Linked DNA regions of Capsicum annuum: region 1 is linked to region 2. The links are chromatin contacts, called in public Hi-C maps. All regions are on one chromosome and are shown on one strand. Each heading gives the region's core, a stretch centred on a gene start, on an enhancer-like site or on the middle of the called end of the contact. The rest is flanking DNA. Distances are from core to core; before and after follow the strand shown. Region 1 holds the start of LOC107860180 (putative F-box protein At1g49610). Region 2 holds the start of LOC107860179 (NADH dehydrogenase [ubiquinone] iron-sulfur protein 4, mitochondrial).

Region 1 (2,700 bases), core at 53-2,552, 210 kb before region 2:
CTTTGGCTTGTATAGTTAATGAATACTATGGGCTTGTCCCAAAAGGTTATTAGCAATTTCTCATCCTAGAGGCATGTAGACGATTGTTGATGTGGGTTAGATAGTTAATTATAATCCAATTATCGTTATATTACACTTTTGTTATAGGGGAAAAGACATGGGCTGACCTTTTTTTTAAAGAGTGGCCCATAATTGAAAAGGTGGACAACCTTAGTCAGTCGGCCTAATTTAATTCCTCTTTTTAGCCATTTGACCCAATTGGGCACATGCAGTCTCTATACTCAATTGATACACTTTTATACCACATTGATACACTTTTATATTATATTAATACACTTTTTATAAAAGAGAAAGGAAATTATATGTAAGTACATGCAATCCCTATACCCAATTGATACTCTTTTATACTATATTGATACACTTTTATACTATATTGATACACTTTGATACTGCATTGATACACTTTTATACTAGATTGATACACTTTTATACCACATTGATATAGTATATATACCACATAAACACACCTTTTACAGAGAAAATTTGTTTTGCAAGCATAACAGTCAAAAAAATAATAATCTCACCATAATTAATCCTATCATAACTTAACCCAACACAACTTATTCAACATAATTAATCGAGTATAACTGGTCTTCAAACTAAGCATTCTTATGACAATAATATATTCAAACAAGGGAAATAGCTTTAACTAAGTGCCAGATGCACAAGCGATACATGGATTAAATCTATCAGCAAATTGAAACTAGTTCTTTTTGCCCGATGAAAGTTAAATGGCCGTGTAAAGGAATGGGCTAAATTAAATAGGGTTTATGGGTTTAGTCAATGGGTGGGTCATTTATTTAGGAGATCCGAGTTGTTGGATTGGTCTTTTATTAAATCTATCTAATAAAGAAAAGCCTAAATGACTATCTATTGGAATTGCCAAATCAATGACTATATTAGTGGAAATATTTTAGATGAGGTGACATTTATGTCCTTTCCCCTTTGTTATATACTATATCTTTATCTCGACTATATATGGTTTTTTATAACTTTAGCTTGGCCCTGACGGCCCACCAAAGTATTTAAGTTTGGTTTCGGTTGATTCGTTCAGACAAGTGTTAGTCGCGCCTATACTATTTTGTGTGTGACAATTTGAGAAGTAATTTTAACTTTTTTTCATTTCATTAAAACTTTTTGTAATAGATAAAATTATCTAATTTTAAATAATAAAAAATACAAGTTAAACTAGTATGAAAAAATAAACAAACAAACTATGTGATGACAAAATTAAAATCAAATTATTAATAACCTACGTAATTGTAGCCAGTTCCTAAAATGATGAATTTTTCCTTTTAAACAAGTTCTGATTGCGAGTTTATTGGGTACATTTGGCGCCATCATTTTGGGTCGGTTTCATCACAAATACATTTAGGGTTATAGGGCTTCAAATTCTCTCATTCACCATAGTCGACGAAACACAATGGATTGACTTCCGTTGAGCGGTTAGTTGTTTTTTTCTTACTGCTTAGATTCGTCTCATTGTTTATCCATAGTCTTACGTAAATAAATATAAGTATCTGGGCAACACATTTTTGAGTTATTCGCTACTTTTTTATTTTAAATTCGAATTAACTTCTTAATTGGCATATTTGTAGTTATAGCAGATCAATTGAATTCTAGGCAGTAAAGAGAGGGAATGCTCCGTATCAACACGTCCATCACCAATGCAAAAAGGAACGGACTAAGAGTCGATCCCTTGATGCAACCCGGTCTCGACCGAAAACTTCTCTGAGTCTCCTCCCGCCGTTCTCACCCGGGTGGATCGACTCTTAGTCCATTCCTTTTTGCATTGGTGATGGACGTGTTGACGCGGAGCAATCAAGGCGAGGTGCCTTGGTGTTTGTTATTTGCGGATGATGTGGTTCTGATTGATTAGATGCGAGGGAGGTGTGAATGACAAATTGGAGGTTTGGAGGCAAACCCTTGAGTCTAAGGGGTTTAAGTTGAGTAGGTCCAAAACTGAGTATTTGAAATGTAAGTTTAGTGACTTGAGACAGGAGGACGAAAGAGTGGTAAGGTTGGACTCACAGGATGTCTGTAAGACGAACAATTTTAATTATCTTGGGTCTACGATTTAGGGAAATGGTGAGATTGATGAGGATGTCTCTAAACGTGTTGGAGCAGCTTGGATGAAGTGGAGGCTAACCTTGGGAGTGTTGTGTGATAAGAAGGTGCCCCTTAAGCTTAAAGGTAAATTCTATAGAGTGGCAGTCCATCCGACCATGTTGTATGGTGCAGAGTGTTGGCCAGTCAAGCACTCGCACATCCAAAAATTGAAGGTGGCGGAAATAATAATGTTGCATTGGATGTGTGGGCTTACTAGAGGTGACAGAGTAAGAAATGAGACTATTCGGGAGAAGGTGGGAGTGACTTCAGTGGAAGACAAGTTGCGAGAAGGAAGACTGCGATAGTTTGGGCATGTGATGAGGAGGAGTGCAGATGCCCCAGTCCGGAGGTGTGAGAAGCTTGCTTTGGATGGCTTCAGGAGGGGTAGAGGTAGACCGAAGAAATACTGGAGGGAGGTGATTAGATATGACATGGAGCAGCTCCAGCTGACTGAGGAAATGACCCTACATAGGAAGGTGTGGAGGTCGCAGATAAGGGTAGAAGGCTAATGCGGGTGTGTGGGTTGTAGCT
Region 2 (2,734 bases), core at 157-2,656:
TAGTTGGGTTTTATATTTGACAACGACCGCTTACACTTTCTTACGAGAGTTGTAATTTAGGTGTATCAGAAGGCAGATCTTAGTTTTTGTAGTGTTTTTGTATCCCCCTTTGTAGCCCGAAATATTTGGGCGGATGTAGTTGGAACTACCCATCTAAGAAAGGTCCCATACCTTCTCGTGGGCATAGCCACAATTTTTTTGCTATTGAACCGGACTAGTTCCTTTGTAATTATCTTTTCTTAATGCATTTCTTGTTTACTAAAAAAAAAAAAGAGCAAATACATAATTACCCTAGTGATGTTGGCCGAGATTTTCAAAAAGACACCTAAACTTTGAATTCGACCCATAACCCCATGATTCTTACTTAATTTGTTGCAAACACACCATTTTTCGCTGAATATCAGTCACAACAAGGAGAGTGGAATACACGCGCCAATCAAGTGCTGCCACGTGTCAAATACGTTTAATTTATATATATTTTTTTATTTTTTTAATAAAATTTTACTTTTTATTTAATTTAACACCCCACCCCACCCCCATTCAGCACCCCCACCCCCATCCAACACCCCCACCCCATCAGCATCTCCCCCAAACACCCCAACCCCCCTCCGTCACCATTCTCTCTCCCCGTCCATTTTTTTTTCAAATCAATTCAAAAAATAATTTATGATTGAATTGAGTTTTAAAGATAGTTAAATGATATGATTTAACTGAAAAATTGAGCTTTAATGATATGATTTAAAAAAAAAAAGCTTCAATGGAGGAACTTTAATGGTGACATTGTGTTGAAGAGCTTTAATAGTGTTGAAGAAGATATTGTGTTGAAGAAGAAATGATGGATAGTTAAATGATATGATTTAGTTGTAAAATGGAGCTCTAATGAATGATTTTTAAAAAAAAAAAAGCTTCAATGGAAGCTTTGAATTGAGTTGAAGAAGAAAGAGTGGGTGGGTTGGACGAGGGCGGAGAGGGAGGATGGATAATTTTAAAAAATAAATAAATATTATTTAAAAAAAAAGAATATAAATTATATATTAAATTATTTTACACATGACAGCTTTTAATTGGTCAAAAAGTCAAATTCAAGCTCTTTCACGTGCCTGTGGCGCATGTATACACGCAGAGGGTCAAAATGGTGTGTTTACAACGAAATAAAGAATAATCGTGGAGTAATAAGTCGAAGTTAAAGTTTAGGTGTCTTTCACAAATCTCAGACAAGATCAGGGGTAATTATGTATTTACTCAAAAAAAATTCACAATATTAGATTATCATTATGCTTTTGATTAAATTTTTTATATTTATTAATCAATATTTATTATTTTTAAAAATAATTAGTGTATGTAAACATGAAACTTTCTTATTAAAAACACATAAAACTTAAAAACAAATTTATAAAAATAGTAGAAAATTATTTCTCCTTTTACCTTGTCCCAAACACATCACATCATAATATCATATGATTAAAAAAAAAAAACACCTATGTCTTCCAATATATGCGTGAATTTATAAGGCAAACGCCACATCACCGTCACTTGAGCTGGGATTGTATCATCTCAGGGAAAAATGGCAAGCTCTCTCCGACGAATAGCGACGCATTCCCCTCAGGCCGCCGCCTGGCGATCTTCTCTTACGCCCATATGCAGACAATTTGCTTCTGACGCTTTGGTGGAAATAAAGCCCGGTGAGATCGGTATGGTCTCCGGTATTCCTGATGAACATCTCCGACGAAGGGTATAATTGTCTTTCTCTTATTCCTCTTCGCTTTTATCTATTCTTTTCCAGGTCATTTTAGGTTACCAATTTATTAGGGCTTCTATAGTAGATCCATGGATTCTATCATTTAGGGTTAGCAAATGATTTGCTTCAAAGTGTGCGCAGGCTGGTCCGGACACTACGATTATTAAAAAAAAATGATTTGGTGAATGAATATGGAGGATTCATATAGATGGTATTAATTTGAGTTGGGATTGGTGTAGTTTATTTGATAGTTTGATTGATTGCTTCTCATTTGTGCCTTTGGCAATTTATTTTGACTTCAATCCAAAGACTAAAAATATATTTTTAGTTTTGGTTCCCTTTCTTGCACTCACGGAAGAGAGAATAACTTCTTTGATGCTTGTGAGAAGTAAAAAGTTCTAAGTTTTCATGTTAAGGAGTAAATTCTGCTTACTAAGTATTAAGTTGAGCTTGGACCTTCTAGAGCTTGAATTGAGTATGCCGTAATATCAGGCCCAGCTTGGGTTAATGCAAACTTTTGCTCCACGGAGTTCTTTCATCCGTTTCTGCACAAATTTAGTTAAGTAGTTTTATAGATTGCATTTGATTGTCTCGAACTTGATTATGAGACAAAGAACTATTTAAAATTGGTTGACCTAGAGATTGAACTTATCTTTTGAAGCTAATAATGTGAAAAATGAATAATTGAGAATTAGTAATTTCTATCTTAAGAAAGAAAATTATTTAGAAAATGTAGTAGTATTTTCATGGGGTGGTGCTCTCTCGATGAATTCACACATTCTTTCTCTCTATGTTTCTGTCTATATTTTGATCTATTCCAAATTTTGCCTTTCATGTGCATGTGCTTTCCCTCTCTTTCATATTTGCTTGTTTATATTTTTCGTTTTTTCTGACTCACTATGACAGTGACTGCACTATTAAATCAGGCCCCTAGTAAATATCAGGATCAATTTCTTATATTTGACTCCTGTATTCTCAAATTTCTTTTGGTGTTTA

The links. Hi-C and Micro-C count contacts between places; a contact is called where the count stands out from the background.
Region 1: a contact with region 2 is called in a Hi-C map of leaf, with 3 times the contacts expected there. The contact joins the promoter of LOC107860180 here to the promoter of LOC107860179 in region 2. A contact is called at or near these places in 5 of 5 Hi-C or Micro-C datasets (bud, leaf, pericarp and 1 more).

What each region holds. Positions count from the first base shown.
Region 1 is chr2:144,328,532-144,331,231 of UCD10Xv1.1, reverse strand. LOC107860180 (putative F-box protein At1g49610) reads left to right here and starts at 1,302. Exons shown (of 4, transcript XM_016705453.2): 1 at 1,302-1,505.
Region 2 is chr2:144,117,403-144,120,136 of UCD10Xv1.1, reverse strand. It overlaps LOC107860179 (NADH dehydrogenase [ubiquinone] iron-sulfur protein 4, mitochondrial), which reads left to right and starts at 1,406. Exons shown (of 5, transcript XM_016705451.2): 1 at 1,406-1,732. The coding sequence starts at 1,565.